Linked DNA regions of Danio rerio: region 2 is linked to region 1. Evidence: chromatin contacts called from public Hi-C data. All regions are on one chromosome and are shown on one strand. The core of a region is the stretch at or near the end of the contact, and the rest is flanking DNA. Distances in the headings are between cores, read along the strand shown. Region 1 overlaps nacc1b (nucleus accumbens associated 1, BEN and BTB (POZ) domain containing b). Region 2 overlaps si:dkey-238i5.2.

Region 1 (3,085 bases), core at 510-3,009:
AGCTTTAATTTTTTACTGATGAAAAAAAAATAAATCTTGAATGTTCCTCCATTTTGGTGGAGCTGCACTTCCGTGGATCACCCATAATGGTCCCGTGAAGTGCTTTGAAATATGCATTTTTTATTAAATTAAACATTAACGTAATTTTAACTGAAAAAAAAACATGAGATAGGGTGGGACATAGCTCCTTCCCTTTTAAAGCCTTAGCCAATAGCATTATGTTTTATTACAGCTCTGCCAGTGAGAGTGGTTGAGCTCAAGCCAATCAAATGATGGCTGTTTCTCAATTGCAAGAACGCAGAGATTGAACTTGCGTTCATGTGGAGAGCAGTCTTGCCAGATCACCCTGGAAGAACTAACTCTGGAGATCGCGAAAACAGAAACGCATCCTGTGAGAAATGAAATGCTGCGTTCTTCCTGATGGTTACGTATTTAAAATAGGAAAATTATTTAAACATTACAGCATTTATTCATTTATTGTTTTCCCCTTTTCAAAATATATAAAATGCACAAAAACTTTACAAATGTACAGTGAACAATACACATAAAACAGATTTTAACATGAATTTCAGCAAATAAACACCCTTAAGGCGGTTAAGCCTTTAGTAAGATTTTCATGGTAATGTTTACTCTGAATGTTTCATTTAGGGAAACTCCTGAGATAAATAAGTTATATCTCTAAACTTTAATAATAAATCTATTTAAAACGCTACGCTTCACACCTCTTTAATTCAGCCGCAATGACTTCTTTGATTTCTCAAGCAAGTTTTGCTCTCAAGTATGCATTGACGCATCCTCGATATCAAGAACACAGGAACTTCCAACATTCTCCGTTCTTGCGATCTTGAGTTTTGGAACTGACCTTTTGCAGTTGATGATGACCATATTGAAAAACAGCCAAAAAGCATCTTAAAGGGGGCATGTCAGATACTAGAGAGCATTTGATTGGTCACAATTTGATGAGAAAATGTAGTATGAGGTGATGAGGGGAAAAAATCTTTGATCGATTTAAGCGGAAGTGACAAACTACAAGCTTTACATGTTTATATTTGATTTAGATCTTCTAAACACAAATTTTGTCACTTTTTTTGGAGCACACTAGCTAATAGTTGTCCTTAAAACTAAAATATTTAAAAATTATTTAATTTCACATAAGCTTTAACAGTAACCTTGCATATTAATCTGTATATCCTGCATTTTAACCTTAATAAGTGTTCTACTACCACTCCTCATTAACCTGCCTGGTATGCTGAACATGTCCCACAAACTGCAATGTCATGACTTCTTAATTCGTAAAATCTACATCGTATAAAGCGCTATAGAAAAAAGCGTGACTGAATTGATGTTCCCAGGGTGAGCAAAATAACAGGAAATAATAATCATTGCGTGAACTCTTTCATTTTAATTTCATGGTAATACCACAGTGAAGAAACAAAACTAATTGAGCCAAACCAGACTAGGAGTCAGTGCGAGATGAATATTTGTTTAATCAAAGCGTACAATTTGATGCCTCCATTTGGGAAATGGCTGACTGCACCAGTTGTGTGTTTAAACGTGTGTGTGTGTGTGTGTGTGTGTGTGTGTGTGTGTGTGTGTGTGCGTGTGTGCGTGTGTGCGTGTGTGCGTGTGTGCGTGTGTGCGTGTGTGTGTGTGTGTGTGAGTGTGTGCATATCCATCTCCTCAGCAATACATTCCCTCCCCTCTCTGCTTGCGTCTGCACTGTACGTCTCTCTCTCTCTCTGAGTCAGACGAAAACAAACACAGCTCTCTGATCTCTGCATACACACATACCAAACACCCACCCACCCGTTAACCCACACATACTCCACACACACACACACACACACACACACACACACACACCAACACCACCCACACACACTCTCTATCAGACATGCATTTGGCACACAAAAGCCAGACTCGCACACATTAGAGCACGTTCGCATAAACAAATGCACACACATTAAAAGCATGCCTTTGGCGCACGCTCTCGCTTTCCTGTCAGCCTCCTCGCATGAATGCACAGACATTAGCATACAAGTCTCCAAAAATGGAAATGAAAAAGAGGCTCAAAAGTAGCACGCATGCATGCATACATACAGACTCATCCAGGCATTTTCTGTGCACTGCCTTCCCACCATTTCTGTCTGCCACAGACACCCGAGCACCAACTTTCACTCTTTAAGGCAGTGCCGAACAGTCTGGTTCAGATTTTCTGTGCAAATATCTCATTCTCATCCCATCGTACTGTGATTAAGACTTGGTGCAGTCTCTCAGGATCGTACCACGTGGCTAAGAGGTAAAAACAGCTCATGTCTGGCCCAGTGCAGTCTATTGACAGACTTCGGCTGCCATTTTTCAAAAGTAACTTTGGGATAATTCACTCAAAATTCGAAGTTTAGAAATATAAGTTTTGTGGGCTTTCTGCTATTAGATATTCAGTTTCGAAGTCTAGCACTTGCATATTGTGCATCAGTGCAAATATCTACAATGGTCATGTTTATTTTGCAGTCTTTAAAACTAGGGGGGGAAGCTGTGGTGGTAAACTAGACACTGCGAAAAAAGAACATTTGTTGGTTGCACTTTGTATTCAGAAATATAAAAATGTTTATCATACAAGCACTAATAACCAGTCTCTCCAGGATTTTGTGACCCCAATATATCTTGAGGTCAAATATATAAATAAAATTGTGTATTTTTTACAGCAAAACCCATGAATTGCAGCTTATAATGGCAACATTTGAGGAAAGTTGTGAGAAAATCAGTGATTGTAGGCTGCATATATTAAAAATAGTCCCTGCAAAATCCTGAAGAGACTGTATAACATAAGGAATTTAAAAGGAATAATTTTCCAAGAATTAAATTTGAATAATTGTCATTATATATTAGATATTTTAAGTAATATTTTTGTCCGTGCGATGGAAAGCCAATGGCTAAGTTTACATGAACACCAATAATCCTATTTTAATTTGATTAAGACAATACTCTGATGAAGAATCTACCATGCCTATATGCCTATTTTAGTCGCATTATTAAAGTGCAGTATAGACATGTAAACACTGCAATCAAACTGTTACCGTCATGT
Region 2 (3,589 bases), core at 79-2,578, 95 kb after region 1:
GGTATAATTCCTCAATTTGCTTAACTGTTTCTTTGCTGGAGCTGTTCCAGAGCAATACATAATAAATGACCACTAGGTATCAGTAAAGACGAGTTTCGAAACGTTTAGAAGCTTCGAATCATTTGCTTCAACTGTTTCAGTGTTTCACGAAGCCTCACTTTGCCCACCACAAAAGTCAACAGGGTCAAACAGGTACATGCAGAGCAATCCAAAATCGTTGTCAAAGAACAGGCGAATTGTCGGTACAGGCAGCAGTGAATCTAAACAAAGGTTGAATACACAGCTAGGCTAAACAAGGAAAAAACACATTGTTATGCTCACAGATAAACAAGACTCAGCAAAGTCTCTGTGTGTGCGCTGAATATATAATCTGTGTAATCCGTCCTTGAGCAGCTCCCAGCTGTGTGTGTAATCAAAGGAGAACTGGAACAGGTGTGTGTGTGGTGCATGACAGGATTTGTAGTGCGAGTGAAAGTGAATGTTCTCAAGCAATCTATGAGTCTTAGATCGTTGGTTATTAATTTTCTAACCCCTGTGGGATAGACAATGAATTTAATTTAATTATTTTAGTTTAATTTTATTTAATTTTATTTAATTTTATTTAATTTTGTTTTATTTTATTTTATTTTATTTTATTTTATTTTATTTTATTTTATTTTATTTTATTTTATTTTATTTTATGAGAATCATGCTTTTTTAAACTGATGCTATGTGCATCCCTCATTTATAAATCAAATGTTTTTATTTTAAATACATACAAATATAACAATTTAAAATTGGGCAATATGTTTTTTTTATTATTTAAAACAAATTAGAATTTATGTAAAATATTTTTCCTGTGTTTTACATTTTGATTGCATCTATGTTTCCTTGTTTAGGCTGTTCCTTTCAAAAATCCTGTCTGCTTTTTAAATGGAGAGGTCAAAGGAAGTACTATTGAAACACAGCCATCTCACAACAACTTGGAGCAACAGATTGGAAAGCATGATGGAAGCGTGTCCAGTGGGGTTAGTCAAGAGCCCTGTGTTTCAAAGACATCCCTAGGTTCAAGCATCTGTCTCATTTTGAGCTTTGATGAACAGTCTTCAGGCATCAACCAAGTGACAAAGCAATGGTCACCCAACAACAACAACGAAATACAAGAAGAGTCAACAAGCAGTGTCCAGACAGACATACATCAACCACAGGACAAAAACTCAGCACAAACACAACCGTCACAAGAATTGCTTCAGGCCAAATGGATGAATGAATCAGTCATGACTAAAGAGACAAAACAAATGACATCTTGTGGGAATCTTGAGCAAAACAAAAACCAAGGGAAACCAGTCCGGTCACCAAGCAAACAGAAAACATCAAGACTAAGTAACACTGAATCATCATTTTGTAACCACCTAACAGAGAATTTGCACTCCGCCATCCAATCTAATCTGCAGTTATTACCAGACACTGATCCCGTATCAGTCATACATCCAACCCAAAACCCTCAATCACCGTGCAACAACCAAGAATGGAGACAAAAATCAGCACGCGACAATCCTGAAACAAACCAAAGTGACGACCACCTGCGGCACGAAGTGGCAGCGGAAGTCACTCACAGAGTAAGTAAGACTTCAAAACGCGTGTTAACTTCAGACACATTCCAGTCTAAGCTCAAAGCTTGCACACAAACCAGACATGCATGTGCTTATTATTCTCCCTGCTCTGTACATCCTGTCCCATGTGGTAAAACAATGACCTCATGATTAATTTTCCATGGCGTGGCTTTGAAATGCCTCCTGGTGGTGTGCATCGAAATAATGCACTGTGAAGCCTGCACATGCCATATAGGATTTATTAACTTGGCATGCAATCATATTAGTCATGCTATGGCTATTGCCTTCACAGCTGTGTATGTACTGTATGCATTTAAGAGCCATAACATTTATTCGATTACAACTGTGTGTGGGCTGTTATCAACTAGAGCCTGTACCATGAAGCCAGATTAGCTGGCTACCAAGTTAAGTTTCGGTTTAGTTTTGCACCAGCCTTTAGATTAGGTACTATGAAGGCATCTTGACTTCAATCACTTTTTTTGCCATTGTAACACCACTAACTTGCTCAAGCACAGGTTATGTTCTGGTCGGGGCTGGATTTATCAAAGGGCATTATGGGGACAGGCCCAGTGGCCCGTGTGCACTTGGGGCTCCTGCAAGAGGCGAAAAACGCAGATTGTGTAGTGTCTGTTTAGGCTAAGTGCAAATAGCACACCTAGTTGGAATGAGCAATTAGATTAATTCTGGCCCATCACCGTTTGATTAACAGACACAACATAACTAAAGAGAGCGGCAAACAGCAGCATGAGTGGTGTGGCTTGTACAGCACATGGCAACATGTTTTGACATGATCGATCATGATCGATCTGATGAACTTACTCTTCTTTTTTACCCCCACTACTTATCAGATTTTGCCTACTCTTCATCACGAGGAAGACAAGTAGGAATCAAGTGTGTGTATTATGGAGGACTCAGATTCATAGAACTGAACTGGATTAAAGATGTTATATCCGAATCATATGTATTATAAATTTGTAGAAGTTATACATTAAAAATACCCTTAAATGTAAATGTTAGTATTTTTTTTCAAAGTGTGCTTTAAATGCTTTAAAAATAAGTTAAATCTTTATAGACTAAAATATATATGTAGTGTATATTATTTATTTAATAAATGCGGGCAATACATTATAGATTAATTTTTTAAAAACTATGATAATAATCTTATTTTTTAATTCAACTATAGAGGTGCAGTCAGGTACAATACATTGTGCCCAGGGGCCTCTGAATTCTTAATCCGGGCCTGGTTCTGGTTTACTCCACCAATCAACTGTGAACAAAGTGACACATCTCTGATGCTACAAAAATGTTCCTTCAGGTCATTAAGGTCAAGTTAAGGTCACTATATGTCTTCTGAAAAGACAAAATTGTCTGACTTTAATCAAGATTATTTATTATCATTATTTTAAAAGATTTATATATTCATAACAATTTTAGTTTAATAACTATTGTTTTAATTACATCTGAATTTACAGATTTAAATTAATAGAATTAAAAAAAAAATATTAAGAGATAAAGCTTTTAAAGATTATATATACACACTCAAAAAATGATTTTTGCTGCTTGTTTAAACTACTTATTTAATATGAGCTTAAATAACACATTTTTGAGGTTGTTTGGGGGCAACTTTATTGTTTTATGTTCAATCCACATTAAATTCATTAACTCAGTCGATTATGTTGGGACAGCATGAATGAATTGTGAGGAACCCTGCCTTTTTTACAGTGTGAGCTTATATTTTTTGAGTCTCTATTTACCTACATTTGAACTAAACATTACAGTATGAACTTAACAAATTAACATTAAAACTTCACTCGCAGTAATAAGGCAAGCTGTTTTCTTTTAGCTATTCTCCTTCATAGATTCCTCTTTTCACTCACTCACCTGCCTTCAGCTTATTCCCTAATTTATCAGGTATCACCACAGTGGTATGAAATCTTCTAAATATCACAATCAAATATATAGAGCAATATCACTCTCAGAGCAGTGTATGAGGAACT

Evidence for each region. A called contact is a pair of places that touch in the nucleus more often than the background predicts.
Region 2: a contact with region 1 is called in a Hi-C map of embryo, with 1.8 times the contacts expected there. The contact joins two enhancer-like sites. A contact is called at or near these places in 5 of 18 Hi-C or Micro-C datasets (caudal fin, embryo, hematopoietic stem cells and 1 more) and 1 of 4 datasets of contacts at active chromatin or transcription factors (caudal fin).

Annotation. Positions count from the first base shown.
Region 1 is chr11:33,466,657-33,469,741 of GRCz12tu, forward strand. All of the region lies in intron 5 of nacc1b (nucleus accumbens associated 1, BEN and BTB (POZ) domain containing b), which reads right to left. Among named protein-coding and RNA genes, the nearest start is that of trmt1, 20 kb to the right of the region's middle. Within about 2 kb of position 1,760, at least 28 of the 62 cell types and tissues checked have an H3K27ac peak or open chromatin away from gene starts, as enhancers often do.
Region 2 is chr11:33,562,308-33,565,896 of GRCz12tu, forward strand. It overlaps si:dkey-238i5.2, which reads left to right. Exons shown (of 19, transcript XR_012387222.1): 17 at 879-1,598. Among named protein-coding and RNA genes, the nearest start is that of si:dkey-238i5.2, 27 kb to the left of the region's middle. Within about 2 kb of position 1,329, at least 5 of the 62 cell types and tissues checked have an H3K27ac peak or open chromatin away from gene starts, as enhancers often do.